2 separate regions of the Mus musculus genome follow, and region 1 is linked to region 2. Evidence: chromatin contacts called from public Hi-C data. All regions are on one chromosome and are shown on one strand. Each heading gives the region's core, a stretch centred on a gene start, on an enhancer-like site or on the middle of the called end of the contact. The rest is flanking DNA. Distances are from core to core; before and after follow the strand shown. Region 1 overlaps Itpr1 (inositol 1,4,5-trisphosphate receptor 1). Region 2 overlaps Sumf1 (sulfatase modifying factor 1).

The links. A called contact is a pair of places that touch in the nucleus more often than the background predicts.
Region 1: a contact with region 2 is called in a Hi-C map of CD4 T cells, with 5 times the contacts expected there. The contact joins two enhancer-like sites. A contact is called at or near these places in 2 of 484 Hi-C or Micro-C datasets (CD4 T cells and the G1E-ER4 cell line), 1 of 115 datasets of contacts at active chromatin or transcription factors (effector CD8 T cells) and 1 of 9 other capture datasets (adipose tissue).

What each region holds. Positions count from the first base shown.
Region 1 is chr6:108,539,315-108,542,429 of GRCm38.p6, reverse strand. Itpr1 (inositol 1,4,5-trisphosphate receptor 1) reads right to left here. Exons shown (of 62, transcript NM_010585.5): 61 at 366-527. Among named protein-coding and RNA genes, the nearest start is that of Gm44040, 5.1 kb to the right of the region's middle. Within about 2 kb of position 1,754, at least 19 of the 459 cell types and tissues checked have an H3K27ac peak or open chromatin away from gene starts, as enhancers often do.
Region 2 is chr6:108,163,781-108,166,950 of GRCm38.p6, reverse strand. All of the region lies in intron 3 of Sumf1 (sulfatase modifying factor 1), which reads left to right. Among named protein-coding and RNA genes, the nearest start is that of Sumf1, 20 kb to the left of the region's middle. Within about 2 kb of position 1,865, at least 43 of the 459 cell types and tissues checked have an H3K27ac peak or open chromatin away from gene starts, as enhancers often do.

The sequences.
Region 1 (3,115 bases), core at 505-3,004, 380 kb before region 2:
GGGTGAACACCTGAGAAGTCACAGGGCTGAGAAGCTAAAGCAGAACTAAGCACACACTCTCCCATCGGTGAGTCAGGTCTCAAAGGGTGCAGCTCTATGCAGCGTAATGGTTTTGTTGCTCAGTGTTTCACTATAGTTTACATATTGAGACCACAGCCTAAGTAGTGCAGAAACAGTGACATATCCATGCCAAGGGTGAGGGCAGCCAAAGCAGTGACTCTGAGGGGGGAGTCTGTCTTCTGACCCCCAGTCCCCTCCATGGAGGTGAGATGCTTCATTACCGCAGCGTGAGTGCTGCCAGAGTTGGGATGGGAGACCGCAGTGAGGATGGGGTGGGGGGTGGGTGAGGGGGTTTGGCCCTTTACCTGGTCCTTTAGTTCTGACAGCTGGCCAGAAAGATTGGTGACCAGCTTCATGGTAGACTCCAGCTTCTCCTGCAGGTTCCTCAGCTCGTTCTGTTCCCCTTCAGAATCGCTGCTGACCAGGGACATGGCTCTCATTCTGGGGAACCAATCAAGGTTTCTTTCCTAGAATTCACAAAGAGAAACAGAGGGAGGCACTTCTGAGGGTGGAAACGGAAAAGAGTTATCTTTTCCCGTCATCCTCCCATGGCTGGCATCAGAGTCTTCCTTGTTAACTCTCCATATGTTGTTTGTTCGTTTATGTTTTGGTTTGGTTTGGAAACAGTACTCATTAGGTACTACTGACTGGCCCAAAAGTGTGTAGATCAGGCTGGCTTTGAACTCACAGAGGTCTCTGTCTGACTCTGACTTACAAACATTGAGATTAAAGGTGTAGATTACTATGCTTGACCCCACTTAATTATTTTGAGAAAAGGACTCTTATTCATGTGAGCTCCCCAACTTGGCTAGACTCCCTGGCCAGCAAACCCCAGAGATCCCCGCTTCTTTGGGAGCACAGGTATACGGACACCTGGTCTGACTTCTTCCGTGGGTTCTGGGGAGCCAAACCCAGGCCCTCGGGCTCTTGTGGCCAGCACTTTACTGACTGAGCCGTCTCCCTAGCCTAGAGAAGCTGCAGTCAACACGGTGGAGCTCTTAATTCCCGGAAGAGGAAACTGCTGTACAATTGAATGTAAGGGGAAAGTAGGCTTCTAGTTTAAGCTCCTAGCTGAGCAGTGGACACTGCCTCTTTAGCTTCTGTCTGTAGTACTACGGCTCTTAGCTTTGCCAAGCTACATGACTGACAAACTTTGTTTCAGAATGGGGCATAAGAACACGCAGAAGAAACAGTAATTTTTAAGTCACAACCCAGGAGCACCGAATACATTCACACTGCTGCATAGCCTACACCAGGCTTCCTACACTCCTTCTTCCTAACTGAAACCCCGCGCCCTTTATGTGCCCCTGATGTTACCATCTTTTCTCTGAGGCTTTGACCACTGTAAGTACCTCACACTGCACTGTATTTAAAAGGAGCTACATGGGGCTGGGGGGAACCTGCATTAAGTTCCTTCCTGTTCTGGCATTTTAAAGGCCATGTGTGAATTTCCTTGGGTAAAGGGATTGTTAATGGACTGAAGACGAGGCAATGGGCTCCTGAATCCATTTCCAGTTTGTGAACTTCTGGAAGGTACCACCACGTTCCTTCCAGCCTTCAGTAGGCGACAGATGCTGCTCACTGTACAAGGCTGGGCAGTTCAGCCACATGCCCCACCCAGCTCCATCCTCTTGGTGTCTCAGCCTGTACGTGTGAACGGTCTTTCTCACCTTTGGTTAGCAGAGTGGGACTTTTCCTTCTCTCACCTCACTTCCTTCTTCCCATGATGCCTCCCTCCTGAACAGCATGCCTCATACTCGGGGCAGGAATGCACAGAGATCCAGGGGAACTGATTCACTCTGGGCCTAGCCGCTGTCTTCTCACCTGGACCACTTTGATCTTATCAATACACACTGCACACTTTTCAGAACACCCCTGTAGGCAGGAACAATGATCTACTATGGGTTCCCAGCATTTCTCTGGGAGCCAGTCTTTTCTGACACAGACTACTTTTGTCTTTATGAACCATATGCCCTCTTCAAGATATCTATGAGCATGATGGAAAAGGAAAGATGCAGCTGTGTGCTTAAAAAAAAAAAAGCCATTATTTACAAGTGCTGGTGGCTCACTGGGTTTGCATTGTGAACTAGTGGTGTCCATATCTTGAGAGACCTAAGTCTAAATATGATATATCAGTTGAGATCAGTTAAGGTGATCTTTCAGGAGAAGCCATTCATAGACCTGGTTCAAAATAAAGAAGGCAACCCATGTTCTTGCACATCTTTGTGTGTGTGTGTGTGTGTGTGTGTGTGTGTGTATGTTGGTGGGGGAAGGGAGTCATGATCTCATGTATCCCAAGCTGGCCTCAAACTCACTGTGTCTAAGTTGACCTTGAACTCTTGATGCTCCAGCCTCTATCTCTTGACAGCTGAATTATAGCTATGTACTGCCATGTCCACTTCGGTGGCTCTGGGCAAGCATTCTACCAATTGAGTTACATCCCCAGCTCAAATCACAATGTAAAACATCAGGGGAGTCCACGAAGGAATTCCTAGGCGCTCACTACTGTTTAAGGTGAGGGGCTGGACCCAGCTCTATGGAGTGACTAGACCAAAGCTGACAGTCAGTGTTTGTGGGAGCATGGAGGGATCCTTCACAGACTCGACTCTACTCACATGAGCTTAAATAGTTAAACATGAGCTGCTTACAATGTTTCTTTTCTGCTGAAAGAAAAACATGGCACTGTCTACCCTGCTATATCCCCTGATAAACATTTATACTACCCCACATTCATTTTAGTAAATTTCTCAACAGAGCGACAGGCAAAAGATCAGCCCATAAAATACTCTGATTCAAAGCTACTAGCTAAAACGCTGAAGTGTTTCTCTGCCTGTAATCTGTTATCTACAGAGCAGCTTCAGTGACCTGCTGCTGCTGAGACTCTACAGGCCTGTGTCAGTCACTCAGACACATAAAACCATCTTAGTTCACGGGATGAAATGCTGAGGGAGAAAAGAATGTTGTATTTCAGAAGACAGAAGCATGTGGCTGCTGGGTAGTGAGCTTTCTCTCATCAGGGTAAACCAGCTTCTGTGAAGGGATCAGATGCTGGGGA
Region 2 (3,170 bases), core at 616-3,115:
GGCCACAGAGTCGGAGACAGCCCTTGCTTCTTGGGGGACCCACATGAAGACCAAGCTGTGTTCCTCCTGTGTAAATGGGGGTAGGGGTGTGGCTAGGTGCAGCCCTTGTATGTTGTTTGGTTGATGGTTCAGTCTTTGGGAACCCCCAATGGTCAGGTTAGTTGACTCTGTTGATCTTCTTGTAGAGTTCGTATCCTTCTGGGTCCCTCAGTCCTTTCCTCAACTTTTCCATAATACTTTCTGAGCTTTGTCAAATGTTGGGCTGTGGGTCTCTGCATCTGTTTCAGTCAGTTGCTGGGTGGAGCTTCTAAGGGGACATTTATGCTAGGCTCCTGTCTGCAAACATAACAGAGTATCACTAGTCGTGTCAGGGATTGGTTCTTGTCCATGGGATGGATTTTAAGTAGGGCCATTTCCTCAGTCTCTACAACATCTTTGTCTCTGCACTTCTTGAAGGCAGGACAAATTTTGTTTCAAAGGTTTTAGGGCAAATTTGTACAACCACTCTGAAAATCAGTTTTGTGGTTTCTCAGAAAATTGGGAATAGTTCTCCCTCACAACCCAGCTATACTCCTCATAGGTAAATACCCAAAAGATGCTCCACAGTACCCTGAGGACACTGACTCCACTATGTTCATAGCAGCTCTATTTATAACAGCCAGAAACTGAAACAACCCAGATGTCCCTCACCCGAAGGGATTGAGAAGAAAATGTGGTTGATTTACACAATAGAATACTACTCAGCTGTTAAAACAAAGACATCATGAAGTTTGTGGACAAATGGATGGAACTAGAAACTATCATCCTGCGTGAGGTAATCTAGATCCAAAAGGACATGTGTGGTGTGTACTCACTAATACGTGGATATTAACCATAAAGTACAGAATACCTAGGATATAATCCACAGATTCAAAGAAGCTAAATAACAAGGAAGGCCCAAGGGAACATGCTTGAATTTCACTCAGAATGGGAAATAAATTGTCATTGGATGGAGGGAGGAAGGGAACTGGATGGGAGAGGAAGAGGAGGGGAACTGGTGGGGGTGAGATATAGGGAGAGCAGGGGTGGAATGCAGGGCTGGGGACTTTAGATAAAAATCGGCTTGGGGAAGCACCATCTCTAGGAAGTACTAGACACTTGGGATGGGGGTAGTTCCAGGGAGTCTGTGAGGGTGACTCTAGCTGAGGCTCCTTGTAGTGGGGGACATGGAGCCTTAAGTGGCCACCTTCTGTAGCTAGGCAGGGCTTCCAGTGAAGGGATAAGGACATCAACTCACAAAACACTCCACCCAAAATTTTTCGTTGCTTTTACTGTGTGTGTGTGTGTGTGTGTGTTTTGTGCCTTTACTGCCCTCTTGGAGCCTTTAATTTGTAAACTTTTGTGGGTGGAGGTCAAACCTAGAGTCTTATACATGATAAGCAAACACTATATCACAGAGGTCTACGTTCTATGTGTATTACTTGTTCCTTGAATTACCCCTGTCTTTCTTTTCCCTTAAGTTAAAAATTGTATTCATTTTGTCTCTTGAGTTTCTGAAATAAAAGTAATATTGATAAAATGATTTTTTCCTTTAATTTCCACTTCTTTATTGACTTTGGCACATATGTGTATTTTTTGAGAACACTTTTGCCTATAATTTTATGACTACTTCATTTTGCAACAGCATGTTGTGGGTGTGTACACGTGTGCATGTGTGTATGTGTGTGGCACACTATTATTCTCCATTATTATCCCATGTTTAGATGTGGTTGTACCAGAAGGTTAGTTTCAATATGGTAATGTGGAGAAGTGGTAGAGTTTAAGTAGACTATTGAGACGCACTTTCACTTTCAATATGAGGAGGTAATTAGGTCACTGGGGAGACAGCCTACCGACGGGATTGATGACCTTATAAGCCTTGTTATAAAAGGGCAAGCCTGGGCTGGAGAGACGGCCCACTCAGTAAGCTGCTTGTCTGAGAACATGAAGATGTGAATTTGATCCCCAGATCCCATGTGAAAAAGCTGGCTTCAGTAGTTCATGACTATAACTTTAGAACTTGGGAGACAGGCAGCAGGATTCTTGGTGCTTGGCCTGCCTGTCTAACTTGGTGAGCTCCAGGCCACTTAGAAATTCTATCTGAAGAAAGACATTAAGCGAATGGGGAAGACACCTGACCTCTGGCCTCTAGAACTACATCCATGAATGGAATCATTAGCTATGGACTCATCCTCTTTTTTTTCCCCTCATTTGTGATGATAGGGAATGAGCTTTTTATATGGTAGACACTGAACTGCACTCCCAACCCAAACTAGTTTTCTTTAAACATTACCCAGCAGCTCATATTTTGTTGTAACACCGGGAAAACAACGGGCGCCATCTCTGTTGCTCACTATGAACGTTTGGTGAGTTTTAGAAGGAGGTGTGTCTAGAGCAGCTTTGTAGCTCTGCTCAGATCCTTCCTGCCCTGTCTCCCTCCTGTTACTCTGCTTTGGTGAGGTGGTTTCTGGTTGGTTTGAGATTCTGTGCTGGAAGGGAACCATGGTGGGTCAGTGTCAAGAGTTTGTGGGACAAGAGTCCTGGAAAGTCGGCGTGTGAAAGAGTAATTCATTGGACCCTTGCTGGTGAGGGAACTGATCTTAGGAGCAGCTCAGGTAGAGGGGCTGCTGTGACCACCTGCTGTGACTACCCACCATCATTTCTGTGGTCAGGTATTAGCGAGCTTCCTCTGGGAGGTCCGTGGACACCATCCTTCTCGCTTGTTCCAGGGCTCCTTGTGTGGTAGGAGTTCTCTGGCTTCTTGTATCTTCTGTGCTGCTTGTCTTTGTTGTCATGCGGGCTCCTGTAGGCATTTCATAAATGTTTACCTTACTAGGGTTCATCCCAGAAGGTGGGGCGAATGCACCAGAGGGTTATTTGTTTGTTTTTGTTTTGAGATAGGCTCTCTCTGTGTAGCTCTGCCTGTCTGGAACTCACTCTGTAGGCCAGGCTGGCTTCAAACTCAGAGACGCACCTGGCTCGGCCTTCCAAATGCTGGGATTAAAAGTGTACACCCTCCTGCCCCACTTTGCATTGTGTTATTTACTCCTGTGTCTCTAGTACAGTGACGGTCACTCAGTAGGTGGTTATTATGTATCTGGCAGAATGAAAGCTTATCATTCAGGTGTTGGATTAGAACATTTAGTTCTTGG